2 separate regions of the Mus musculus genome follow, and region 1 is linked to region 2. Evidence: chromatin contacts called from public HiChIP or PLAC-seq data. All regions are on one chromosome and are shown on one strand. The core of a region is the stretch at or near the end of the contact, and the rest is flanking DNA. Distances in the headings are between cores, read along the strand shown. Region 1 holds the start of Poldip2 (polymerase (DNA-directed), delta interacting protein 2). Region 2 holds the start of Tlcd1 (TLC domain containing 1).

Region 1 (5,794 bases), core at 29-2,528, 330 kb after region 2:
TTTCTCTCCTTGTGTTTATTCAATTATTTTTCATTTTACTCAAGATAACTTTCAACTAGGAAAGATTTAGGACAATTCCACCTAAGTATTTTTTAGTGTCATAGAGTGGACTTTAACTGTCAGTCTTCGTTACCAACCCTACCTCACCACTACCAATGGTAGGTTATTTCTGTGAAAATAATAGATCTGTCCTAGTCAGGATTGGGTTGTGATGCTAAACACTCAGCGGACACTGTATTAGAGGATCTTTTTCTAAGATTCTCTTAAGTCTAAATAGTTGATCATCTACCCTTTGCACTTCTGGCCAGGATATGTTAACTCTGGCAAGGTAAGTTACATGCCAGTTTACCCTATTCCCTACCTTAACATAAGTAAATAGGTCTGAAAAGGAGAAATGACTTCTTTACAATGTCTAGAACTACATGCGACTCAATCCAGATCTTTCAATAGTTTTTGTTGTTGTTACCGTTTCCCTACCCTCACCCCTAAACTGGGGCTTGCACCTTTACCTTTGAGATGGAAGGAAAAAAAATCACTTTTTCCAAACACGATATGCTCACTATTGATATATGGCCCTCAAATGGAGAAACTCAACCTGTCAGATAGTACTGGGCTACAATCTCGACTTCCTAAAAAAATTCACATGGACTTAGGTGGCACTAAAAGAGGACTCAACAAAATCTGAAAATACGTTTTGTAACACACTAAGAATTTTCACGGAAGTTAAGATGGAAGTAGTAAACCTGGGGTTTATGAGAAGGCTTTTGGACTGGATATATGAGAACTCGGTAGGCACTCGAGAGTGATGGGGGGAAAATACGCCTCAGAAGGGATTAGATCTGAAAAGAACGCGGCGACTCTTGAATGGGGACCGCTCACTTCTTTCTCTCAGGTGCTGATGCAGATCTCGGATGAGACGGAATGAAACCAGGCGCCGGGGTCCCGTGGCATTATCACTGCCCGCGTGTTTCTTTCCCAGAGCAGCCTCGAGCTGGGCACGCAGCTTCCGGGGGAGCTGCTCCCGTTCCAGTTCTCCGCCAGGACCCAAAGCGCGAACCAGTCGTTCGCCGGCAAGCAAGGAAGACGCCATTTCTGCCTCACGCTCTGATCAGGTGATCCCAAACTCGGACTTCCGCTCACAGGCGCCGGATGTAGCTGGAGGAGCCCACGCGGCCGCGGGGGGCGGGCCCGAGGGGAGGGGCTTAGGCGCGGGGCAGTGTGGGGCGGGGGCGGGACGGCGCCCCGCCGCGGGTCGGGCCCTGTGTCAGCAGCCGAGCGGGCGCTCGGGCGGGACATGGCTGGTTGTGTGGCCCGACGGGCCCTAGCAGTGGGCAGCCGCTGGTGGTCTCGGTCGCTGGCCACGACCCGAGGGTCGAGGCCACTGTGTGCGGTCGGTGGAGCAGGGGGCCTTCCGCCGGTGGCCACAGCGACGACCCGAAGGCATCTGTCGTCCCGGTGAGGGACGGAGAGAGGGGGCCAGGGAGCCGGGCCCAGAATCTAGGGAGCGTTTTCTACCTAGCTACTAAGGAAGCCAGGAGGCCTGACTCTGTTTGGGCAGCCGGAGTGCCACCTGAGAAAGGGTCCCGAGGAGAGAGCCGACACGGGCTGCTTGGGACATGTGCCAAGAGCAAAGAAGGGAGCACTGCCCAGGGCCCTGGCAGTGCAGGGCAGCTCCGAGGGAGAACAAGTAACGCTTCTTAGGCGAATCCTGCCTCCCAGGCTGGGGTCCCCGGCACCTGGAGTGGGCTGCCATTTAATACAACTACAGGGATCCCCGGGCCCTTTTGGGTCAGTGACTCTCAGAAATATGCTATTCTGTGGGAAACAAGTCGATTTAAGTGTCTACCTTTGTGGGTCCTGTTTCCATGTGACCTTGGGGAGACTGATTTTGCCCATGTGACTTGGGAAATAGGGGTTGAGGCTCGGGGGGGGGGGGGCGGTGTAAACAAAGCCTTGTAGGGATCAGACAGGATTGAAAAGTTGGCTATGAAGTTAACATTTCCAAAGTAACATTACAGTGCTTTGATGGATCCATAGCAAAATTAATCCTATTTAAAAGGATAAGTTGATGGAAATGACCTGATAGTGGTTAAGGGAGGTATTTGCTATTTAAGACAAGTAAATGTGAAAAGACACTGGGTGGAGACACGGCAGTGCTAAGTGTACTGTGTGGGGTACCTTTGAGAATCTAGAAATGCTAGGTCCTGAGGTCAGGGTAAAGACTTAGAATTTACAGCACAGTTGAATGTGTAGGATTGGGAGAATCATGCTGTGTAGCCAGATGGGCCCAGAACCTGTTATTTTCCAGCCTTAGCCTTAAGAGCCCTGGGATTACCGATGTGTGGAACCATTTTTGGTTCAGAACAATTCTTCCAAGTAGCAAATGCCAGGCTTAGTGAGTATACTGCCAAGCAGCAGTGGGTAAAAGTAGAGACAGAAGAACTGCTTGCCTCAGAACAAATGCTTTTTGAGCACCTCTTACACACTAGGCATGTCTCTCAGGTCCTTAATGGACTCAAGGCATGCATACCAGGAACTGAAATGCAAAGTTGGAAGGATGGTTAACATGTGGGGGGGGGGGAAGACCCGGAGGGTGGGTGAAGGTGTGCATTGAAACAGGATATGCAAGAATAAGAATGACTTTGGAAATGCTAAGTAAAGATAGAAGGAAGTAAGTTTGGAGTAGTCACACAAAACCCTGGAAGACTGGGAGACCTTCACCATGTAGATGCCCATGGCTGGATCTTAAATGAGGAAAAGCAGCATCCTGGGCCTTGGCTGTCATTGCCCTGACCCTGCAGAGTACTAGGGGGCTTTCTTTGTTCACGTGTCTGATTTTTCCTGGCGAAGGACTGCTGTCTTCTCAGGGTCTCACTTGCTTGTTCTTTTCCTTCCCACTCAGGAACCGTGCAGAGGGCAAAGTGCTGGAGACAGTTGGTGTGTTTGAGGTGCCAAAACAAAATGGAAAATATGAGACTGGGCAGGTAGGTACTGTGCTAGGTCTCCTCTCATTTTCATGGACTATTCTGTTTCTGAATGCAGCTAAGTTTGGTCAGAATATTGAATCTCAGCGGTATTTGTATCTTTTCATTCTTCATCTCTTTGCCCACCGGTCTTAGAGACAGATGCCATCTGCTGAGCTACACCCCAAGTTTCAATCCATCTTCATTTTGACCAAGATAAATTTTGGACTTGTTTTGAGGCAGAGTCTTCTGTGTAGCTTAGTTTAGCCTTGACTCATTCTGTAACCCACGGTGACCTTGACATTGCAAACTCGTTCCCTTATGGAATACTTGTGTTACAGATGTGTGTAACCATGTTCAGCTCAGAATCACAAATTAAGAAAAAAAAGGTTGTTTTTGTTTTTTTTTTTTACATTGATTTATTTAGAATGGGTATGTGTGTACACGTGCGTGTGTGCATGCGCCCAGGCATGGAGATCAAAGAACAACTGATAGTATGTATTCTTACGTGTGAATGCATGTGCACTAGAGTCACAAAACTTGTTAAAGATGGATTTCTGGAGATATGTGTATAATAGCATCAAATCCCAGCACTCCAGAAGCAGGGGCAGAAGGATCACTTCAAGTTGGAGGTCTAGTGTAGTGATACTCTTAAAACACAGTAAGAAGCAGGCGATGTGGCTCGACTGGTCAAGGCACTTGCTGAGGAAGCCTAGAAGTAAAGGTGAGGACAGAACTGACTCCAGAGTCACATAGCCCCAGGTAACCCAATGCCTCTGACTTCCTTGGGTCCCTGCACTCAAGTGCATGGTACCCAGATACAGATCCACACATATAACTAAAGTAAAACAAATCCTTAAAGCAGACAGTTATAATCAGTGGCTCTGCGCTGCAGTAAGAGGAGGGCAGGGCAAGGAAAGTTCCCTGGAGGCCAAAGGTGATCTGAAAGGTTGGGGTCAGCCTGGTGACAGGCATGAGAATACTTCAGTAGTTTGAGGGCAAAGCTGGGGAGACTGCTGTAGTTGCTTCTACCCAGGCCGCTATGGTCGGGGCCCACTTGGATGGATCTTCGAGACAGCAGGCTCATCGAGATCTCTCTCCTCCTAGCTATTCCTCCATAGTGTTTTTGGCTACCGAGGGGTCGTCCTGTTTCCCTGGCAGGCCAGACTGTATGACCGGGATGTGGCTTCTGCAACTCCAGAAAAGTAAGTTTCTCTATCTTATCTCATGGTGTCCTCAGGTGGCCTGACTTGTGGCAGACACATGCAGTTGGGGTAAAAACAGCATCCCTTGGGCTTTAGAAATAACCCCAAGCCAGGCGTGGTACTGTACACTTTAATCCCAGCACTTGGGAGGCAGAAACAGGAGGGTCTCTGAGTTCAAAGCCAGCTTGGTTTACAGAGTGAGCTCCAGAACTGCAAAAGAGCCAGGCCTTTGTAGAGAGACCCTGTTTCAGAAAACAAAACAAACAGGAACAAAACAAAACAACCCAACCAACTAAAATAAAGGAAATAATCCCAGAGTGTTTCTTTGGCACTCATCCCCATGGAGACAAAAGTGCTATGGGGTCTCTGTGGGCCTCCCCAGAACTGTCTGTCCTTCCTTTTTATAATCTGAACCCCAGAGAATGTTTTAGGGAACAGTTTTCTTGATTTATTTTCTTACTTTTTTTTACTTCTTTTCTTTTAAAAAAGTTTGTTTTTATTTTGTGTATATGGATGTTTTGCCTGGAAGTGTCTGTGTACAGTACTCAGGGAGGCCAGAAGAGGGCGCTGGGTCCTGAGACTGGAATTAGAGATGGTGGTGAGCTGTCATGAGTGTTGGAAACCAAGCCTGGGTCCTCCATTAGAGCAGCAGTGCCCTTTAAACACAGCCATTTTTTACCCCTTCTCCTTTATGATTATTATTGAGTTTACCTTTTGATTTATTTCAATATTATTTATTACATGACTCTGGTTGCCCTAAACACATGAGATCTGTGTACCTCTGCCTCTGTCAGCCCAGTGCTGAGGAGGGCATGAGTTTCCACACCAGGCTATTCTTAATCCCTCCCTTTCTGAAGATTTTATTTTTATATAATGCATATGAATGTTATGCCTGCATGTAGCTCTGTGTCCCACATTCATGCAGTGCTCCTGGAGGCCAGAAGAGGGTGTAGATTCTTCAGAACTTGAGTTAAAGACAGTGTGAACTTCTTGTGGGTGCTGGAAACTAAACTTGGGTCCTCTGGACGAGCAGTTGGTGCTCTCAACCACTAAGCCCTCTTTCTAGCCCTGCTTTTTGGTTTCTTTTTTTTTTTTAAAAAGATTTATTTATTTATTTATTATATGTAAGTACACTGTATCTGTCTTCAGACACACCAGAAGAGGGCCTCAGATCTCATTATGGGTGGTTGTGAGCCACCATGTGGTTGCTGGGATTTGAACTCCGGACCTTTGGAAGAGCAGTCGGGTGCTCTTACCCACTGAGCCATCTCACCAGCCCTTCTTGGTTTCTTGATGCACAGTTGGACATCTTTCTGTTAATCTCACATCATCACTGGAGTACAGTAAAAGAGGGAAGGTTCCACAAATGATCACCCTGGGGTGAAAGAAGTATAAGGTCCTTGTGGTCTTGGGGTTCAGGTAACAGGTGGGCTCTTTTGTCTTCAAGGAGGTGCCCGGAGCGGTAATCGCATGGGCCCTAGAGGGAGACTGGGGAGAAGCTGGCTGGAGGTGCGTTGAGCAGAAGCCCCTTCAGATCATGAATCAGCCCATTTAGGAGAGGAGATGGCAATTAGCTGAGCCAGGCACAGCTTGTACTTCTCTGGGGTGATCTGGGCTGCTTCTCAT
Region 2 (5,525 bases), core at 1,006-3,505:
GGGGCCTCCCGCCTAAACCTAAGGACCGGATGCCTGGGCGGGGCATCCCATAGTGGTGCTCTGGCTTCGGGGCGGAGCCAACAGGGCCACGATTTCTTGGTCAGAATTAGGGCCCTAATTTCTCCCTTAGCATTTCCTCCCCAGCGCCCTGGCTCACCCGAAGGCACCTCTTCCCACCACTCGGATCCGCTCGTACTTCTCCATCTCATTTCTCAGTTACGCTTCTGGAATCCCGGTGCGGCGCGTGCGCGGACCCTCCCATCTGGGAGCTCCTCCTCCTTGCTGTAAAACTTTTGCAGGGCGGAGCCGGCGAAACGGGGGCGTCTGTCGAGTCCGGCGTCTTTCTCTGACTTTGAACTCAACCTAGAGGCTAAGTCGTGTTTCCCCAACGAGGGATCAGAGAATAGTCGTTCTGGGTTTCTTGACGAGTCCCTCAGTGCTCAGAACCGTACCAGCCACATCGCACACGCGTGACTTGGGCATAGGTAGTTAGACTGGAGCGATAAGGCGCCCACTTATGTTGCCCGGCAAAAAAACAAGATTGTTCTTTCAGAGGTCTAATGCGAGTGGAATGCGAAGATCGATACAGTCCCCACTGTCCGGGACGAGTTGGCACTACCTCAGAAAGATAAAGGGATTCTCATGATTGGCACGTAAAGTATAAACCACCAAAACCGAGCCGGTCTGTGTGGGGAGAGGAGCGGCGTTATTTGGTGTTTGCCGAGGGAGGGACCGGGAAAACCCCAGTTGGACAAACTGATTCACCTGAAGAGTACATGACGTGGTCTCTTGGTTGTAACAACTACTGAGCACAGTGCTCTCGGTTTCTCAGAATCCGCACAAAACGCTGCCGTAGGGGGACTCGGAGCTTTACTCAAAACTTATAGCGTCGCGGTAGGGGGAAACCCAGAGAAGGTTCTATGCTTCTGTCCAGAAATAGTGGGCTGGTTGGTATCGCTGCTAGGGTTTCGACCAGGATGAATGAAATCCTGACTTCTTCATGACGCCTGCAGCTCTAAGGGAGTTATAAAATGTCAGTATTCAGGAGGTGGTCCTTAGCTAACAACGTTCCTATTTCTCAGTGGGCGAGAGAAGGGTTGTTTATTTTTTGTCCCTGCCCCGCCCCAAACTAGCCTACGTGGAGGGAACCTGTGGTCACTGGCTCAGGCCGGAGTTGGCTGGGGAAGCAAAGAGGGAGTGCTGGGGTAAAACGCTCACACAAAACATTACATCGTGCTATCACTTAGTAACCGAATGGGCCTTGAGTGACCCTGGGGACCTCTGGGAGTTAATGTGTAACCCTGGAACCATCAGGGAAGGCAGCAAATACCCAAAAGGCATAGGTGCCTGGGAGTCTGAGCTTGGGCTTTTGCCCCTCAACATCTTGAAACACCGTTCTCCTAGTCCCCACTTTTTGCCCTCGTTGTCCACTTCCACCTCCCAAAGGCACACTCCCTTCATTCAGCACCGCCTCTGGGTTGCTCCTTTTCTCCTGGTCTGCCGATCCCGCTCCGCAGAGCAACTGCCTTACTCTCTGGAGTGGAGGCGGGCTTGGATCCCGCATCACAGTGAGGACAGACTGACACCTAGTGGCCAGAAGCCGCATCTACTCCAGGCCGCTGCCCTGGAGAGAGGGTCACCCCAGCTGTCTGGGCAAATCGGCAGCCTTCCCCGCCCCAGCCTCCAAGGAGCCAGAAGAGGGTTGGGACTGTCTGAGGGAGGACTGTGACAACCGCTGTGTTCCAGGAGCCCAAGAACGATGGGGAGAAGTGTGGTGATGGTGGGTGACTCAACAGTTCCTAAGCACCACTCGTGCGGGGCGCGGGAGAAGCAGGTAAACACGTCGATCCCGGTCCAAGAGAGGAATCGAGTCTGGGCGGAGCCGTGGTCTGAGGCGGCGCTCCTGAGCCCCCGGGTTTAGCGTTCAGCAGCCCGGTCTGTGCGACGGTCCCGCCCAGCTCTGCCCTGAAAGAGTTGAGAGAGGAGCGTTCTCGCAGAACCTGCCCAGGGTGTAGGAGCTGGTGGCGGCAGAGAAAGTCGGGAAGTGGGCTAGTGGGGCCGTACGCACGAGGGCGGCCGAGGACGCCTTCGGATGTCGGGAGGCGCCAGACAGGGTGCCTCGGCAACGATGGCGAGGACAGCCCCTTCGCGCTCGAAGTCGGCCGATTCCGGGCGGGGCCCTGGGGGACACCGGCCTCGCGCCCTCCTCGCGGCAGAGGCGCCCGAGGGGCGGGGGCAGGCGGCGGGGCGGGGCGGGGGCGAGGGCGGCAGGGGCGGGCAGAGGCCTCACTGGGAACGCGGGGAGGAGCGAAGGGGCCTTGAGGGCTCCGCGAAACTGTGGGGCTGGCGGCCCGCGGCAGAAACGATCGTGGCGCGCTGGCCAGAGAAGGAACGGTGTTCCCAGAACTGTCGGAGGAGACGGCTTAAGGGGCGGACAGACAGACGGCAGGAAGGGTCAGCATGCCCCTACTGTTCCACCCCGCCTGGCCGCTGCTCCTGGGCGCCACGCTGACCTTCCGGGCACTCCGGCGCGTGCTCTGTCGCCTGCCCCAGCCTGCACACGTGCAAACCGACCCCCTGCGCACCTGGCGTTGGCACAACCTACTCGTCTCTTTCACCCACTCCATTGTATCAGGGATCTGGGCACTGCTGTGGTGAGTGAACAACCCGGGGTAAATGAGATGGCCGTGGGATCTTTCGCGGGGTGCTCGGACTGGGCTCCCTCTTGCTATTCCCATCACGGGTGAACAGACGCCAAGGATCTCACCTGATTCCGTTTGGAAAACTACCCAACCAAGAACGGCTGTGGGAAACCCAAGGTACCTGGGCTTTGGCCAAGTCCCTCCTTACTCTTCAACCAGCCAATAGTAGGCGCACAGAGCACCCTGGGACTGGCAAGACTGTTGGGGGAGGCGAGGGTCCTCCGGGAGGCTACAACCGCGAGAACATCCCTTTTCTCTATTCCAGCTTATGGCAAACCCCTGAAATGCTGGTGGAGATTGAAACAGCGTGGTCAGCTTCTGGCTATTTGCTTGTTTGCTTCTCTGCAGGTAGGTTATGCCCAAGAAGGTTAAGATTAGATTGGAAGATAATTTCAAAGTGTTCAGTCTTTTCCTCTTTCCCTACCTCTCCACTAGGATACTTTATCCACGACACAGTGGACATTGTGGTTAGCAAGCAAACTCGAGCTTCTTGGGAATACCTTGTTCATCATGTCATGGTAAGGGAGAACCCGGTGAAATGACACAGGCAAAATCTTCACAACCCCTGGAGCCAGGGAGGGAGGCCATCTTAACCCAGCAGCGTCTGACTTCTAAGTTGCCTAAGACTCTCTCAATGTTTAAACACCTTCTGGGGACAGCAGAGTGCCTAGGCCTATCTACTATCTAGGTAAACAGACCAGGATGTCATACAGAGTTAGACCCTCGTGGACAAAGTCTAACGCTAGTGAATAAAGAAACCTTAGCAGTAAAGTTGGTGTTCCTCAGCTTCCGACTGATATGACCTGTTTTCATGGGCCCTTGTTCTGTCACTTGTCCCCTAGGCTATGGGCGCCTTCTTCTCTGGTATCTTTTGGAAAAGATTTGTTGGTGGTGGCGTCTTAACACTACTGGTAGAGGTCAGCAACATCTTCCTCACCTTAAGGATGATGATGAAGATAAACAATGCTCAGGATCTCCTCCTCTACAAGGTCAACAAGTATATCAACTTGGTCATGTACTTCCTCTTCCGATTGGCCCCTCAGGCCTACCTCACCAAGTTCTTCCTACAGTATGCTGGCCAGAGGACCCTGGGCACATTCTTGTTGGCCATCCTGCTCATGCTGGACTTGATGATAATCATCTACTTTTCTCGCCTCCTCCGCTCTGATTTCTGCCCTGAACGTGCACCCAGGCGCCAACAAAAAGACAAATTCTTGACTGAGTGAGAAAGTAGAACCCAGGACTTGTAAAAGGGATGGCAAGCACAGCCAATTGCTCTGTAACATAAACTAGTACTCTGCCCCAAGCTTGGGTGTATTCTGGGGCCAGCCTTTCCACCTTAAGCTTACACCCACACTATTGAAAACACTAATGAAAGCTCTCTGAAGTCCTGTTCTTGGGCAAGGGTTGAGGGAAGCAGACCAACCGGTTGGGCATGGCTAAATGGGTGAGGACAAGACACTGTCCAAAAGCCTGCCAACCCATACTGCCCTGAAATGGATGCTGACAATTCTAAAATAACCCCTCTGCTCTTCCAAACCCTGGTATTGGTTTCACACCAGCCTGTAGCAGGGAAGGAATTCTTGTAAAGCTTGTCCTTTGAGCCTGTGATGGAGCAGTGTCCCAGGAGAACCAACACCTGTCTATAATAAATGACCCTGGTACTGAGCTAGCATGGGGACTGCATCATCATGTGTCCCCATTGGGTTAAGCAAATCAAGTCTTAATTGCTCAGAGCTGAGAAAGCCCTGGGTTTGATCCCAGCACCCACCCCGCAGCATGGCCTTGTCCCCAGCCCAACTAGAAAGCGACAAATGACAAGCAGCATTATTTATGGTGAAAAAAGTATATATTTAGAATTAGCCATCTGGACTCAGTTTAGATGATCCCAATCTGAAAAACAAAACAAAACGGAGCTGAGTTACTGGAGCTGAATTCCTTAAGGTTAAGTGTGCTGGGAGGACAGGACAGGGAGGGCGGGGCTTGTTAGAGAGTGCAGTCAGATTTGCTGTTGATGCAGCATCTAAACAGAGAAATGATTATGCTTACCTTGTTGGCAACATCTAGGGCATCATAATCAGGAGCCAAGCGAACATACGCCTTCTTCTCTCCGTCGGGCCTGTGTGGAGAAGGAAGCCTCAGAGTTAGATGCTCACAACCCCTGCCCTTCCCACACCCTTCCCATATCCCTCCTCAGCATCAGTGGTTCCTTTGTTGGTGTCATTCTTTTCCAAACATTGAGTTTTCCATCATTTGCACAGAGCTTAAGTAAAGGCCCACAAGCTTTCTGATCTCTGCCTGGCCCAACTCACCTTATCAGGGTATTGACTTTGGCCACATCGATGTCATAGAGTTTCTTGACAGCCTGTTTGATCTGATGCTTATTGGCCTTGACATCCACAATGAACACAAGAGTGTTGTTGTCCTCTATTTTCTTCATGGCTGACTCCGTGGTCAGTGGGAATTTGATGATAGCATAGTGGTCAAGCCTAGGGAGAGATGGGAGAGGAAAATGGAGTTAGCTGCCCTGGTGCCAGCATTCAACACATGGTTTACTTTAGAACCAGACTAGGAAAGAATAGGTGCATCAGACAATAGATCACAATCATCTTTATCAGACTTTGGTCGCTAAATAATGTCATCACATGCACCCAAACCACTATGGGCTCAACTTCCCATTTACAGTCAAATCCTGTATATTCTCTTGACTAAAGAATCAAGTTTAATTTATGCATTTATCCACTGGAGTTCCACATTTACTATTATGAGACCAGATCAAATAAATAACTATAGAGAAAATTGTGCTCAATTGCTAGAGGTTGG

Evidence for each region. HiChIP or PLAC-seq counts read pairs in DNA pulled down with a chosen protein or histone mark.
Region 1: a contact with region 2 is called in an HNF4G HiChIP or PLAC-seq map of pancreatic cancer cells. The contact joins the promoter of Poldip2 here to the promoter of Tlcd1 in region 2. A contact is called at or near these places in 1 of 39 promoter capture datasets (neural stem cells), 2 of 484 Hi-C or Micro-C datasets (both in embryonic stem cells), 4 of 115 datasets of contacts at active chromatin or transcription factors (the SCID.adh cell line, embryonic stem cells and pancreatic cancer cells) and 3 of 9 other capture datasets (adipose tissue, liver and pancreatic islet).

The regions. Positions count from the first base shown.
Region 1 is chr11:78,511,018-78,516,811 of GRCm38.p6, forward strand. It overlaps Poldip2 (polymerase (DNA-directed), delta interacting protein 2), which reads left to right and starts at 1,279. Exons shown (of 11, transcript NM_026389.3): 1 at 1,279-1,455; 2 at 2,903-2,984; 3 at 4,071-4,168. The coding sequence starts at 1,295. Tmem199 (transmembrane protein 199) reads right to left here and starts at 1,151. Exons shown (of 6, transcript NM_199199.3): 1 at 880-1,151. The coding sequence starts at 1,090.
Region 2 is chr11:78,176,403-78,181,927 of GRCm38.p6, forward strand. Tlcd1 (TLC domain containing 1) reads left to right here and starts at 2,256. Exons shown (of 4, transcript NM_026708.2): 1 at 2,256-2,654; 2 at 2,968-3,050; 3 at 3,138-3,220; 4 at 3,545-4,418. The coding sequence starts at 2,461. The coding sequence ends at 3,928. Mir7653 (microRNA 7653) reads left to right here and starts at 2,425; the gene lies at 2,425-2,485. Nek8 (NIMA (never in mitosis gene a)-related expressed kinase 8) reads right to left here and starts at 264. Exons shown (of 15, transcript NM_080849.3): 1 at 158-264. The coding sequence starts at 204. It overlaps Rpl23a (ribosomal protein L23A), which reads right to left. Exons shown (of 5, transcript NM_207523.2): 3 at 5,015-5,191; 4 at 4,752-4,821; 5 at 4,533-4,595. The coding sequence ends at 4,581. It also overlaps Snord42a and Snord4a.